Regions from separate parts of the Danio rerio genome. Here region 1 is linked to region 2. Evidence: chromatin contacts called from public Hi-C data. All regions are on one chromosome and are shown on one strand. Each heading gives the region's core, a stretch centred on a gene start, on an enhancer-like site or on the middle of the called end of the contact. The rest is flanking DNA. Distances are from core to core; before and after follow the strand shown.

What was found. A called contact is a pair of places that touch in the nucleus more often than the background predicts.
Region 1: a Hi-C map of an unstated tissue shows a contact between it and region 2, with 2.9 times the contacts expected there. The contact joins the enhancer-like site here to the promoter of homer3b in region 2.

What each region holds. Positions count from the first base shown.
Region 1 is chr11:14,099,242-14,103,710 of GRCz12tu, reverse strand. No RefSeq gene overlaps it. Among named protein-coding and RNA genes, the nearest start is that of si:ch211-1a19.2, 19 kb to the left of the region's middle. Within about 2 kb of position 1,275, at least 8 of the 62 cell types and tissues checked have an H3K27ac peak or open chromatin away from gene starts, as enhancers often do.
Region 2 is chr11:13,923,727-13,927,747 of GRCz12tu, reverse strand. homer3b (homer scaffold protein 3b) reads right to left here and starts at 2,316. Exons shown (of 10, transcript NM_201113.1): 1 at 2,000-2,316. The coding sequence starts at 2,004.

The sequences.
Region 1 (4,469 bases), core at 26-2,525, 180 kb before region 2:
ACTTTTTAGGATGGATAGAATGCGAAATGGGACCCAGCAATAGTCACAACACAGCAGCGTTCGTCACATTTTTAGAGTCCCCTTGAAACATTCTGTTGTGTTCCGTTTTTTTTGCAAGTGTTGTGAGAAAATGCAGTGCAGTTTATTAATTTGTGTTGTGAGAAAATGCAGCGCATTTTATTAATTTGTTTGTGTTGTGAGAAAATGCAGCGCATTTTATTAATTTGTTTGTGTTGTGAGAAAATGCAGCGCATTTTATTAATTTGTTTGTGTTGTGAGAAAATGCAGTGCAGTTTATTAATTTGTGTTGTGAGAAAATGCAGTGCAGTTTATTAATTTGTTTGTGTTGTGAGGAAATGCAGCGCATTTTATTCATTTGCTTTTGTTATGAGAAAATGCAGCCCATTTTATTCATTTGTATTGTGTGAAAATGCAGTGCAATTGATTAAATTGTTTGCGTTGTGAGAAAATGCAGCACATTTTACTGTCAAACATATAAAGATCTTTTCTACATTTGCTGCTGTTTTTTGTAATTGCATGTGTTTTCGTAAGTTGCAGCATATTAGAGAGGGGTCTTGATGGAGACCTGATGCAGTACAATTTGAGCTGCATCCAATGCATTTTAATGCGCTTACCTAACCCCACCCACTAACCCTACCCAATGACGTCCCTCACTAAATTGAGTGCATTGTGTCTGACATTGCATCGCTGAGTGATGCAATCTCAGCTTGCATCATAAAGGCTGCATTCAAATACTATAGGTAAGTTAAGCTCCCTCAGTCACCGTAGAGAATAAGTATATGTTGCATGTAACAGATAAGATATTAGTATCTAAATAATAAATCTCAGAAAGAAAATGAAATAGACACTAGAATGTTTTATTGAATAAATATTAAAATAAGACAATTCACCCAGCAATGAAAGTTGTCATCATTATCCTTTTCATACTAGTTTGAGTTTGTTTGCTTGTTTTTTTTTTTTTATATACAAAAAATATTTATTAATGATATTTTGAAGAATGATTGAAACCTGTAAGGGTTGACTTCCATAGAAAAAAAACAAATACTTTGAAAGTCAATTGTTAAAGTTTTCAACGTCCTTCTGTTGTTTTTACACCACAAAAAATAATCTAACTGGTTTTGAACATTTTTGGTGAGTAAAATATGACAGAGTGATTATTTTTGGGCGAACTATCCCTTTAAAACAGCTGCACAGTTACAATAAAAACCGCAAGAGAGCGCTAAAGGTTTAATATAGGACCTGTTTACTGAAAAGCTCAAAAAAAGGTCACGAGAAGGGCAGACACTTCTTACTTTGAGAAACAGTTGGCAGACCACTTGCTCCGTTCTGTTCGATTCAAAAATCCCTGATGTCTAACTGGAACCTCATCACTAGTATGATAAACATGCTTAATTGGTCTCTCTTTTGACTCCAAAGTTTTTAATGTTAGCTAACACGAAAACAGATGAACTCTATTCCTTCTAATGAGCTTTTAATCAATTGTCCAGTTATACTATTTGTTTAAAAAGAAAAACAATGGACGTCAGTGTGCTTTTGTAGAAAATCTGAGTCATGATCCCAGCCCTTGTTGATTAATAACAAAGAAGCTGGAAAATTAAACTCAGGTGTTCAGTGCTATAATATGTTACAAAAGCGTTACTTTCAATGTGTAAATAATGTAATCTGTGAACATTTAATCAATATGTAACATGGACGAGGTACACAAATCAAGCTCTTATAACCTAATAAGATATTACTACAGTAAAAAAGATAAAGTGATCTTTTCTGAAGTTACTTAAGTACAAAAGTATTTCGTTTTAATTGTCCCTCTTAAAGGCCAACAAGGTGGCTAAGTGGTTAGCACTGTCATCTCACAGCAAGAGGGTTGCTGGTTTGAGTCCTGGCTCAGCCAGTTGGCCAATTATCCAATTCACCTAACTCAGAATGGAGTAAGATTCAATTCAATTCACCTTTATTTTTATAGCGCTTTAACAATGTAGACTGTGTCAAAGCAGGGTCACATTGAAGATCATAGTAAATTGAAACAATGTAGTTCAGTTTTCAGAGTTTAGTTTCATTTCAGTTTAGTTCAGTTCAGTGTGGTTTAATATTCAATACTGAGAGTCCAAACACTGAAGAGCAAATCCATCGATGCACAGCTCTACAGATCCTGAACCATGCAAGCCAGTGGCAACAACGGTACAGATGTATGGATTCAGTCATCCAAGCTCATGGGAGTCATAATCATTCTTTTTCCAATGCACCATGACTTTATCTTTAATACTGTACATTATTTCTGTTAAGTGACAAGACTTTTGTCTAAGCAAAGTCAGACCTTACTGTTCTAATAAAACAATTAAAAATTAAGGCATGATCATATTTTATTTTGGGAAAATAAGCGTAATCTAGAGGCCTTTGCCTTTCATAATAGCCATTTCTAATACCAAATGATCAACTAAAAGTTAAGTTATTGTTTATTATTCATAAAACTTGTAAAGGTGACAAGACTTTTGTCAGGTAGTGTAGATAATTTGTTTTGTTAATGAAATCAAATTAAATGCCTTTTTTTTTTTTTTTTTTTTTGAGGAGTATGCTGTTGTATTTTGCCATTGTGTTTGTCATTTTATTTGCACTGTCTGTATTTTGTACTGTCTGGATCCAGCACCTAAGCTTTTTACTCATCATAGCATGATGTAACAATGAAAGTGATTTGATTTGATTTGATCTGTTTATTTTTTCCCCAATTTCTGCTTAACGTAGAGATATTTTTTTCAACACATTTCTAAACATAATAGTTTTTGTATCTAATTTCTAATAACTGATTTACTTTTTCTTTGCCATGTACATAATATTTTACTAGATATTTTCAAGACACTTCTATACAGCTTAAAGTGACATTTAAAGTCTTAACTAGGTTAATTTGGTTAACTAAAAAGTTAGGGTAATTAGGGAATGCATTGTATAACAATGGTTTACTCTGCAGACTATCAAAAAAAATGTATAGCTTAAAGGAGCTAATAACTTTGACCTGTTTTTTTTTTTTTTTTTTTTTTTTTTTATAAAAACTGCTTTTATCCTAGCTGAAATAAAACAATTAAGACTTTCTCCAGAAACAAAAATATTATCAGACATGCTGTAAAAATGTCCTTGCTCTGTTAAACATCATTTGGGAAATATTTAAGAAAGAAAAAAAGGTGGTCTTTCGAACCACCTGAACCCCACTTGGCTACGGGCCTGTGTTATATAAATTGAAGAAAACAAACAATCAATGAAAAGTTAAAGCATTTTAAAGAGTTTCGGTGTTCTTTATGAATTACATAAAGCTCCAGTCCACATGTGCCATGCCTAAAGTGTGCTGTGTCACAGTTCAGTGTGGTTAGCAGAACTGTCTATAGCTGCATACACAGAACTGTTTACTAGATGCCCTTATCAACCCAGCAGTGGCACATTCACCGCTAGTTCATTTCTATCTGTGGACACTAATTATTTTTACAGTACTTTATTACTGTAATTAAAGAGTTTGTTAGTTTTGATCTCATCCTTCACGTGCTAGCGGGCACAGCTAGGAATCTTTTGCCTCAAGACTTCCGGTCTCATTCACTTTTATAGATTTTTAGATCTTTAAAACAGCCTGTTATGCTGCTTGACATTTTCTTATTATATTATTTTCTTTTTTATGTATATTCATGAACATACTTGTTTGTAAAGCAAGTAGTTTAACTGTTTTCTGTCCTATTCCTAGAAATTCTAAAACAATCGCAAAAACCGGCGCACTGTAGAATAAGGTCAACACATGACTTAGTTTAATGACATTTAACAACAGTTACAACAGTGCTGTTTACTTGAGGGAAACGTTACTGTACGATGAATACAAACTAGCAGAGGGTTTGGATATTTGAACAATAGCTTTAGGTAGTTGTTTACTGCCTAACTGACTAATCTGTAGTGGATCAGTAGTGTAGATATTGAGAAATGCTGTCGGAGCAGGGGAATCCACATATGTCTGGTTGAACAAGTTTATATTCATGTATTACTGAGGCACAGGCCTGGGCATGTTTCAGAAGTGAAACCTGGAGTACATACAAAATGAAGCTAACCAGTACACCATTTCATTCACTCAACACATCAAACAGAAACAGAAACAGGTGTTATTCGAAAGACATAATTTAGTAGTTTCATATCTGGTAAGGTAAAGTCCAGAACATATCCAGCTATTGGGCATGCGCACATCAATACAGTTGTTGTGCATACAATACTTACTTTTGTAAAAACAATAACTAGGCTACTGTTTTTACATTACTGATTGGGGTCATTTAGGGCTGGATTATATATGTAGACATAAAAAAACGAATGGGTAATTTAATAAATAGAAGAAAACGATCTTGCTAACTTTTGCCTGCCGCTGTATCCCTACTAGCAAAACAGTAATGGCAGTTAAATATTTACAGTAACTTATATAAATAGCTAAA
Region 2 (4,021 bases), core at 1,067-3,566:
AGGTCTATAGAAACAAGACATGGACTGCATTCCACAGCAATATTTTAGTTTTTATGCTCAATGAAATCAAAGTAATGTCTGTATTTCAATTTTGAAGAAGCAACCACTTCAGTCAGCAACCATTTCAGCTTGAGTTCTCCAGAAAATGTAAGGGCGCAAGCTTATTAACTGACATTGCAGCGGAAAGCGTTATTTAAAACGTTACCCTTTTGGTGGGCGTGGTGTACTACCGAAAGTTTCAGTTGATGTCATTCTCGTTCAAGGAAATGTCAAAGTAAAGCTGTACGGGTCGTTTACATATCATATGAGGAGCACTTCTCACAAAACAGATGCTTTATACCCATAAATACTTTTGTATAAATGTTTATTACTAACTTTTCTATGAGCAAAAAAAGTCCAAAGCTTATCATTGTAATTGACATAAATTTTACTGCGATTCGATATAATATCGCTTATCGTCCCAGGCCTACAAACACCTGACTTTGTCTCAGTTATCACAATTTTCAGTTTAATCACATATATCAAGCTCAACTATTTAACACTGCTACCCAAGTTTTAACATGTTTAATATATTTAATGCATTTTTATATTATTGTCATTATTATTATTAGCTACATACAAATAGATAATGGCAGACTCTTTAATTAAGATAAATTTTTTAACCTTTGACCAATTCCACAAATTTGCTGTGACCAATTGTGGAGTATTTTTTTCCTACCCAGTAGTCATGTGAAATTTCAATACCTTGGATACCAGATCTTCATGCTTTAAGTTCGATTTCGCAAATAGATACATAGATACATTACATTTTTTTACATTTGTTACACACGTGTATTTGCACAAAATATTGGATTGAAGTTGCCGATACCAGCTTGAATTTTACTCATTATCGAATCGTGAAGGCAATCTGTGGTATCAAGCATCAGTACTACCCAGTTTTAAAAACTGGTTAATGATTATTGCTAGTTAATTAGAATAAATTAATAAAATATAATTACATATGAAATAACTGTTTCTGATGTATGGATTCTATGCAGGAGCATGGGCAAGACATTGATATCACAACTTACAGTTGCAAGGAGCAAAGTTTAGTATAGACTAAATCATTGAGAAGTTCACTAACGTTAATCATCACCAGAAAACTGTTGTTTCACCGGAAGATCAAGTTGTGACATAAATGAATGGTGATTTGTTTTTTCATTAAATGTTGACTTAAAGCAGTTCATATGAAAATCTTTGATCAACAGACCATGGCATTTTCTGAATACCTGCCTCTTTCCAACTAGTTTATATAAAAAATACATATTTTAAAGATAAAAAAATAAATATGTAAACTATGTTGTTTTTATATATTTTTCAAGATATAAAAACAAAATCTGCACAATTACAATGTTATTCTTCATACAGTCATTATATATGTTAACTGTACATAGTTTATTTGATAAATGTACTGTAAAAGAGATAATAGGTCACGATGTGTCACGCGTAACGTTATTATTTAATTTCCAAAAACAGTTCGTCGATGTAATAATAATAATGTATTATTTTACAACAATTAAGACGATGCTAATTGAAATCACTGTTATTTGAATGAGATTTTTTAAATCCCATAACACCTAACGTTAGAGATCAGGAGTGCAGCGAGTAAATACAGCACTTTTGCCAGCATTGCGGTCACGTGCTGCTTTTTGGGTAAGAGATTTTTTGACAATTTTCATCTGATTTTGAAGGGGTTGTAAAGCTCCCTAATATGTAGTCTAGTTAGACAGCGCTGTGGATTTCGAAACACAACCGGACTGTGAGCTCGCGTTTTCCCTTTCCAAACTTACGCCGTCCAAAAAATACTGCTCCAAACTAAAGTTACTCAGCATTTTCAACTGTACCACGCTGACAGATGTAAACTCTAAATGTTCAAAACGAGGTTAGTTGCGTTCTTCAAAACCAATCGTCGTCGATTTTCTCACATCTGTAGTAAAAGCTGCTAGGAAAGCGAACTCACCCCATTCTCACAGAAGTAAATCAGAGGATTTTCAAGACTCCAGTTTTGTTTCCCAACTGATCCACGGAGAGCGAGTTGAGTCCAGTCCAGTCCCGTGTCCTTTAAATGGCGATAACCACTTAACAATGGAAGTGTCAAAACAGTTGTCGTGCTTTGTTTGCTCCGTTATGGAGTGATTTTATAGAAAGGGAGCTCTCCTTTGTCTAGTGTCTTTGTTGACTCCCGATTTCTCGTCCTCATAGTCCTATTAGTTGCTCTCCAGCGGCCTCTCTATTTCCATACTGTTGAAAAGCAAGAAACAGCAGCGCGCTTCTGATGCAACGCGTCGAGTCCTCATGGTCAAATTTCTCAAGTAATCTGCACCCCTCAATACTACAGTGTTCCCTCACATTAACCTACCCGAGCTATCTGCTGCCCCCTGCTGGCCATGAGTTGCAGCTTGTCTATCTATCTATCTATCTATCTATCTATCTATCTATCTATCTATCTATCTATCTATCTATCTATCTATCTATCTATCTATCTATCTATCTATCTATCTATCTATCTATCTATCTATCTATCTATCTATCTATTATTATTATTATTATTATTTATCATTATTATCATTAAAATAAACACATATTCCAATTTTGGTTCTTGCAACACATTTAAAATAGTTTGTACAGGAACAATTTATGGCTAATAACCAGGTATATTGGTTAAATAATGATGTGATTTGAATCAGGTGATGTCAACAGGTGATTGTAATTATGATTTGGTACAAAAGCAGCATCCACCAAAAGTAGGTCTTTAGGAGCAATGATGGGCTGAGGATCGCCAGTTTGCAGAAAAGTCCATGAGAGAAGTTATTGAAATATTTAAAAACAATGTTCCTCAAAGAAAGATAGAAACCCATTTGGATATTTCACCTGCAACAGTGCATACCATAAATAAAAGATACCTCAGGCGATCCCTCTGGTGGCACTGCATATTGAATTGTCAGTCATCTATAAGAGATATTACCACATGGGATCATGAATACTTTGACAAGCCTTTGTCAGACACCACAATGTTACACCCACAAATGCCAGTGAAAACTTCACTGTGGCAAAAGGAAGCCTAATGTTAACAGTGTCCAGAAGCGCTATTGACTTCTCTGGACTCTGAGGCATCTGGGATGGACCATTGCACAGTGGAAACTAGTACTGTGGTAAGATGAATCAGTATTTCAGGTATTTTTCGGTATTTTAGGTTTCCAGCATCTGTCATGGGGTTGTGTAAGTGCCCCAAAGGTAACTCCTGTGACGGCTCTCCATTAACAGGCCTGCAGCCAGCTTGATGAAAAAGGTGGTTCTTTTTTTTCTCAAAAAGTGTACCTTTTTGCAGTTATACTTAATTTTATATTAAATTATGAGGTTCAAATACTGTATTTTAGTGACATTTGAAGCATTTTTGCTGGATTAGCTTGTCAGATTTTTGTCAAAATGCTTATCAATCCTATTTTACCTCAAAGTGTTTGTTTACAAATGTAAATATTTAATTTTAAATTAAATATTTTGAACAAAGAAATATGAAACAATGCTTATTTTTAAAACACAAATTTATTGTCATCCATCACTTAAAAAAAAAAAAAATTAGGAATCTGGTAACTTGTTTTAAGTTAAAAACTGTAGCCCATAGGTAGGTCCATATGGAATCCGTGCTGCAGAATTCCACAGATTTCCACAGATTTTTAGCCCATCATTAATTCTGTTTATTTTGTAAATGTGTGTAAATTTATATTTACTAAGTTTTTTTTTAATTAATTGGAGTAATAATATTAACTAATATGAAAATAATCATATGATTTATTTACAATACAGTTTCTAAATAATATTAATAACTGTCTTTTAGTAGAGATATTATAGGAGAGACTTGCTTTGCTTACCAACTAAAGTGGATCTAATTAGATTTGCATTGTAGTCTAAAGTTAAAAAAAAAAGTTAAAAAGTTACTTTTCATATATTAAGGTTTTTGTTATGGGCGATGCAGTGGCGCACT